2 separate regions of the Mus musculus genome follow, and region 2 is linked to region 1. Evidence: chromatin contacts called from public HiChIP or PLAC-seq data. All regions are on one chromosome and are shown on one strand. Each heading gives the region's core, a stretch centred on a gene start, on an enhancer-like site or on the middle of the called end of the contact. The rest is flanking DNA. Distances are from core to core; before and after follow the strand shown.

Evidence for each region. HiChIP or PLAC-seq counts read pairs in DNA pulled down with a chosen protein or histone mark.
Region 2: a contact with region 1 is called in an H3K27ac HiChIP or PLAC-seq map of embryonic stem cells, with 2.2 times the contacts expected there. The contact joins the enhancer-like site here to the promoter of Taf5l in region 1. A contact is called at or near these places in 3 of 39 promoter capture datasets (the 3T3-L1 cell line, HPC-7-derived erythroid cells and liver), 8 of 115 datasets of contacts at active chromatin or transcription factors (astrocytes, bone marrow-derived macrophages, craniofacial prominence and 2 more) and 2 of 9 other capture datasets (embryonic stem cells and liver).

Annotation. Positions count from the first base shown.
Region 1 is chr8:124,019,505-124,022,971 of GRCm38.p6, forward strand. Taf5l (TATA-box binding protein associated factor 5 like) reads right to left here and starts at 1,893. Exons shown (of 5, transcript NM_133966.3): 1 at 1,685-1,893. It overlaps Urb2 (URB2 ribosome biogenesis 2 homolog (S. cerevisiae)), which reads left to right and starts at 1,993. Exons shown (of 10, transcript NM_001368414.1): 1 at 1,993-2,022. Mir1967 (microRNA 1967) reads left to right here and starts at 3,137; the gene lies at 3,137-3,218.
Region 2 is chr8:124,543,975-124,547,441 of GRCm38.p6, forward strand. It overlaps Cog2 (component of oligomeric golgi complex 2), which reads left to right. Exons shown (of 18, transcript NM_029746.3): 12 at 36-187; 13 at 1,155-1,328; 14 at 2,046-2,118; 15 at 2,577-2,719. Among named protein-coding and RNA genes, the nearest start is that of Agt, 24 kb to the right of the region's middle. Within about 2 kb of position 1,602, at least 19 of the 459 cell types and tissues checked have an H3K27ac peak or open chromatin away from gene starts, as enhancers often do. A contact at or near this core is called in embryonic stem cells, where this site is marked.

The DNA of each region.
Region 1 (3,467 bases), core at 643-3,142:
GAGGTTTCGAGGTTTCGCTGGAATGCTGCTTACCCACTTCCATTTTCACTTTACTGAGGCTCCCTCACCTTTTAGCAGGCTTTGGCCAAGCCCTCTCCTAAGGAGGCACCCTTACAAATGCTCACCTGGTGTGAACAAACCTTGATGCTCTCTCTGTCTGGCTATCTCTTCCTCAAATGGCTTCCTGGTCTTTGCCCTTCTACTCCCAGAGCCTGGAACACCATCCCAGTCCTACACTACCATTGATACCTAATGTTTACTTAACATTCCGCTGCTGAGTAAGACGCCATCTTAAGTACTTCCCACAGACTATCTGCTTTTACTCTATTAGGCAGGTAAACGCTTCAGGTGGGACGCTGAAGCCTGTAGTTATCAGACAACTTGCCCAAAGTCACGCAGTTCCTGAATGGGAGGGAACGCAGTCTCGTGGACAGTGTCTGAGCCTGCACCCTATGCTCCACTGATCCCATACGGGACTGCAGGGGAGCACTGGGCCAACCGCTCACTGATGCTTATGTCAACGAGAGCCTGCAAGTTAATCAGCTAACATGCTGATTGGCTACGTGGAAGGCTGGAACCGTGACTTCAAGTAGTGTTCAATGAGCAGCGCTGGCGTCACACAAGGTCAAGCTAAAACAAGTCAGAAAAGAAGCAAAGCCCCTTCTTTTGTCCCCAGATGTTGTTCATAGATTGTGACAGAGTAACAAAAAGAATAACCAGTTACTAAGTAGTCAGAAGAGGTTTTTGCCTCTCTTCAGTGACAGAAGTACACACAAATCTCACAGTTGGAAGACTGTCCCAAAACACACGAACCAAATTTATTTATTACTGATGGCAAATACTGAAGGCACAAACTGACATTTTGGGTTTTCTGATTTAATATTCGCTTTATAGTTCATAAAACAAGGCTCTCATATGTGTATGTGTGTGTGTATGCACGTGTATTTAGACCAAGTCTCACTCTGTGGTTTAGACTGGTGCAGAACTCACTTCGTACACCAGGATGGCCAACAATTCGCAGCAATCTTTCTGCCTCAGCCTACAGAGTGTGGGGATTACGGAGTGCGCCACCACTACCAGCAGAGTCTGGGCTTAAATTACCCTCCCATTTTACAGGAGAAGAAACCGAGGCAGCAAGCTCGCCTGCTACACGGCTTGCAACTCTAAGTCTCTGCGGTCACCAACTCCATCCGTGACACTCAGCCCCAGGTTACAGCCAAAAAGTCTGTAACCTGGAGAAAGGCAGACTCCCTTCCTACTTCACTTTCTAATAGGGCGGGTCGGACTGGACGGGACTCCCGGCAGAGCCCCGAGGCTATCCTCCACCTGCCGGTCCCGGCGAAGGGGAAAACTCACCTCTCGACGCCGGAGCCACAGCGCCTGCGAGGTCCGCGGGGCCGCGTCTCCCCGCGGCAGCCGCGAGCCCTCCGTCCGCTGCCCACTTCCGCCGAGCGCCCTCGTGAGCTCGCAGTTGGCTCCGCGCGAGGGCGCCCGGCGGGGCCGCGGGGTCTCCGGGCGCGTGCAGCCGGGGCCGCCACGTGCGGGGTCGCTCGGACCCGCGCGCGCGCGAGCAGGGCCGGGACTGCGCAGGGGCGGGCGCGCGCGCGCGCGCTCTCCCGCCCGAGGCCCCTCCCCCGCGTCCCCTCCCCCCCCCCGCCCTGTCCCGCGCCCCGCCCGCACTCACTGAACATCCCAGGCGGCTCCCGCTGCCCCGCCGCCGCCCCGGCACCGGCTGCTTCCGTATCGGTTGCCCGCCGTAGGACTCCGTACGACGACCGGCTAGCCGGGTCCCCGCGCCCTACGTCCTCCCGCGCTCGCGGTTCTCGGTGGCCGCCCCATGACCGCCTGACGGAGCGGGCACGCCGGGCTAGGCCGCGGACGCGCGACGCCGCCGCGGCCAGGGCGCGCTCGGCGCTCCTCTAGCGATGTCTGCGTGACGCCCCTCCCCGCCCCGAGCCGTTGGCGTCAACGTCTGCCGGAAGCGCCTCCCTCACATGTGGCTCGCCGCCGTGGAGGTCCCAGGTGAGCGGACGGTTGGAGAGTTTGGGTTTCCTCTGCGCCGAGGCGCCAGTTTGGCGGATGCGGACACCAGTCCTAACAGGAGGGAACCGGCTGGAGAGCCGGGATCGGAGGAGCCTCTGCCCGAGGGAGTTCCCGCTATGGAACCCTGCTTGAGGTTCTGAACTGCTTTACCCCGAACTGAAGGAGCTCCACTTGAGAGAACCTTGATCTGAGGGAGACCCACGTTAGAGAGCACCCCGATCTCCTACACGGAGCTCGGACTCGAGGGAGCCCCGATCCAGGTAGTAGGATTTGAAGGTATCATGATAAACTAGAACCACCACCTCCTCCTCCTCCTCCTCCTCCACCACCACCACCACCACCACCACCACCACCACCACCACCACCAAAACCAAACTTTTTATTTGTATGGGTGTTTTATGTACACCCGCAGAGGATAAAAGAGGGGCGTTCCTCTAGAACTGGAGTGGTGGTTGTGAGCCAAGATGTGGGATATTGGGACTCGAACCTGGGTTCTCTGGAACAGCAGTAAGTAATCCTAACCACGGAGTCATCTTTCCAGCCCCCTAGAACATTGATTCTCAACCTTCCTAATCCTGCAACCCTTTGTTCATGTTGTGGTGACACGCCCCCCCCCCCCCCGCCATGAAGTTATTTTGTTGCTATATTATAATTGCAATTTTCCTACTGTTGGAAGCATAATGTGAATAAATACCTGGTTTGCAATCTTGTGGGCGTGTGACCCGCAGGTGGAAAAACCCTGCCCTAAACCCTTCCCGAGGTAGTCAGAGGGCGAGGACAGGAAGGGAGGCCTCTCAGTTCTGAAGGCCTGTAGTAAGCTTTCCAAAGTGCACAGTCTCTTGCCTCAACACAGCAGCGTGGTGAATGTTCTGTCAGGGTTTAAGCTAAGTTGTTTACCATAATGGAAACAAACTTTATGACTTTTAAAAACTCAAAAGGTTTAGCTGGGTTTCATAGCAAGTGTAGGTTGTTAATGTATCCTTTCCTTTGTTACTTGGGATTTTAAAGATTGTATATGGTTTTTGTCTACTGTAGCTGTGTGTGACGAGTTACTGTTACAGTAGAAGTAAGAGCATTTTTATTGAAATTAATGCCTGAATTCTGTTTCTTTCTCTCTTTGCTCCTTTTGTCTGACATTCATGAGGATCCTGGGGAGAAGATGCAGAATTCCCTGGAAATTGACTTACAGATCGTTGTGGGTGCTAGGAACTGGACTCGGGCTCTCTACAGGAGTCACAAGTGTTCTTTACTGCTGAGCCGTTTCCTCAGCCACATCACCTAATTTCTTTTTCACTTCAAGAAGCATTATTTTCTTCAAGTACTGTATTGCTTGCTTTTTTGCTTATTTAATAGTGCTACTCCTGTTACACAACACAGTTTTGAAGCTGTGCTAAACCATCTCTTTCGATCTTAAATCATGAATG
Region 2 (3,467 bases), core at 352-2,851, 520 kb after region 1:
GGACAGTGTGCCCTCAGTCCATGCTTTTTCTCCAGCTGGAAGTCCGTATTGCCTTTTGGCTTCTCACAGAACATGGATCAGCCTGGGCAAATGCTGGTCCGATGAGATGTTCCTACCTTTGTTGGCACACCGTCTGTGGAGGCTCACGCTGCAGATTCTGGCCAGATTCTCTGTGTTTGTCAGTGAGGTGAGTGGGCACCATGCAGCCTCCTCTACCCAGCTAGCACTGGGAGGACCAGGAGGGGCTGTGGCTAAACACACACAGGACATCCAGAGTGTCCTGTTGGGTCAGATCCAGCAGTGGGCACCTGGCCACATGCTCAGGGTTAATTACTGAGAATTCCCATCCTAGTGACTTTCTCAAAATCAGATTCCTAAAGCACCCTGAAAATAAAATGTTCATTTTAATGAGAAATATTAGAAATAAAAGTAAAAAAATAGGTTTAAGTTTTAAACAGTGAGGTGATCATCGAAGCAGACGTAGTCACCTGCATGTTAGGCTCTCCTGACCCTCTGCAGCCAGTGTGTTAGCTCTCTGCACACCGTGAAGCCCATGCTCTTGTCCCCAGGAGGTTGGTGCCTCTAGGAGCTGAGCGACAACTTTAGGTCCTTGCAGACATCAGTGTTCAGAGCCACCTCAGGGACACCCTCAGTGACAGATGCACAAGCCAGTCCTCACAGTGCAGAAGTCTAGAAACAGGGAGACAGTCTTTAAAAAGAAGCACACCACAAAGGTCAGTGCAGTGCAGGCCCATCCTCTCCGGAGCAGAGCGCAGGCTTAGGGCAGCTGCAGTCCGGTGTAGCTCTGCCACCCCTTGCCCTGTGGACTTGAGTCTCTGGTTCTTTGTAAATTGGCAAAATGGCCTCGGCGTGTGGCTGTGGTGAAGATATACCTGTGAGCTGAGGTGCCAGGAGGAGGGGGAGCTCTGTGGAAGTTGGGGTGTGTCTCTCCTTACCCACTCTGCTCCCAGACTTCCTCAGGCTTTCCTACCCCACTGGCTGTCCCAGAAGACACAGTTCTAAGAACAGCAGGGCCCAACCTGCCTGAGATAGACATGCTGTACCCTGCAGCCTGTGTGTGTGCAGAGCTGCTGAGCATGTACAAATGCCCCGTGTCTCCGAGGGAGTGTTTGATCGTTGAAATCCTTTTTCAGCTTTCTGTCAGGCCCGTTTCTAATGAGAGTGCCAAGGAGACTAAAAAGCCTTTGACTGGCAGCAAAGACCCTTCGGAAGACCAAGGAAGCCATGCTTCAGAAGCAAGCGCCGCGTCCATTTCTAGCACTCAGCTGGTGTATGTGGTCTCAGACCTGGGCAGGCTGCAGGAATGGGTGAGCTTCGCTGCACTGGACACTGGATCTGTGAACTGTGGGCGGGCCCCGTGCAGCCGACGAGGACATTCTGTCCTACGGGATGTTTCCCTCCACAGTGGCCTCTGAGGGGGCCACACTCTGGGTCCTGATCCCTGCTGTCACGAGCTGTGCCCACTGCTCCTTGCTCTCAGGAGAAAGCTGACCCTCCGCATAAGCAGGCTCCGCTCTTCCTCCTCTGCTCAGCTCTGCTTGCGCGCGGCCTACAGTGGGCTGGCCTGTAATCATCTTCACTTCAGGGCCCCAGATGTCTGAGAGTGCTGATGCAATCAAAGTCCCCACCCACTTTCTCTGTTGGGCCCCTGTTTTGCTCCCAGCATTTAGAGAACTTTATGGACACATAAAGTTTACACCTCCAAATAGATTTTGCTTTTCACGGTTTATATTTTGTGTGATTGCATAAATATATTGTGTGTTCTGAGAGAACATGGCCTAGTTACTGTGAGCAGTTCTGGTGTCATGGAGAGCTGTAAAATGAGGTTTTGCTTTTCTGCCTTCAGTGGCCGTGCAGCCAGCGGCCCCACAGTGGCTGCTGTGGTGAGAGCCTGGCCCGCCAGTGAGGACTTTACCTACAGCGCCGCCCTAGGTTTCCACACTTGTTACTCACGTCTGAGGTTGTGGATGCAGGACTGCTCGTGCTGATTCAAAGAAGGAACTAATGTCCAAAATGTGTTTCAGCTTCCAGACCTCCTGGAGACGGTCAAGCAGAAACTCGAAATGATTGGCTTTAAGAATTTTTCGTCTATCTCAGGTAAGAAGTGAACTTAGACGCAGACTCTGAATAAGAAATAACGTGGGGCTGGTGAGATGGCTCAATGGGTAAGAGCACCCGACTGCTCTTCTGAAGGTCCGGAGTTCAAATCCTGGCAACCACATGGTGGCTCACAACCATCCGAGATCTGACTCCCTCTTCTGGAGTGTCTGAAGACAGCTACAGTGTACTTACATATAATAAATAAATAAATCTTTTGAAAAAAAAATAATGTAAAGTGTGAGGCTGTAGACTCGGGGATGTTTAGACTAACACCTCGACTCCAGTGTAAATCCTTAGCTGTCTCAGTGTTTTGCTCTTTGATTTCACTTCTGTAAGTGAAATGCTGTTTTGTACTAATGAACTGATTTGCTAGCACACTCTAAACGCCATGGTCACATTTTAATGAAGCTCGCCCTAGCTGGACCAGTGACTCATTCCACTGCCCTGTGTCACAGCGGCCCTGGAAGACTCCCAGAGTGCCTTGTCTGCCCATGTGCCGGCTCTGAGCAGCAGGATTGTCCAGGACCTGAGTGAGTCTTGCTTCAGTTATCTCAAGAGTGCCCTGGAGGTCCCCAGGCTTTACCGCAGGACCAATAAGGTCAGTGTCACTTGTGGAGAAAGCTCTGTGGTGTGCAGGGCCAGGGAGATGTGGACCACAGTCAGACCACAGGGTGGACTGAGGCACAGGACTCGGGAGGGTCAGGAGCAAGCTCAACTCACAGTGTGTGCTTGGCCCTGTGGGCTTTAGATTTTAAGGAAAACTACTTTTTGTATGTGTGTGAGTCCTGACTGATCTGGAACTCACTCTGTAAACCAGAATGGCCTCAATTCCACAGACATCTGCTTGCCTCTCTGCCTCTGAATGCTGCCATTAAAGATGTGCAGTACCACGCCTGTCTGGGGAAGTGCTTTCTTTTTTAAGACACTGGGAACCTGGGTCCTGCGCGAGAGCAGCAACTATTCTTAGCTGCTGAGTCTTCTTTCCAGCGCCAAGGAACGATTTCACGGTGTTTCTAAGTCTTACTCATTTAGACTTTATTTTGTCTCCATATAGTCCCCCAATTTTTAATTCATCTTACGCCTGCAAATCTTTATTGGGAACACCTGGGTTCCCTTGTTGTCTTAGTGAGCACATTAGAAAGCATGCACTGGGAATATGTTAGCGGCCAGTGAGGTAGCCCAGGGGGCAGGGTGCACGTTGCCGAGAGCACAGGCTCGCTGGCGCTGCAGAGGCTTTGCAGAGCCACCGGGGTTCTCTTCCACTCATCTCCATGTTCTCTCCTCGTTCCTGCTCTCTCGTGATTGGTTCTTCCTCTGCTTGTCTTTCACGGTCATGGTGAAGTGCT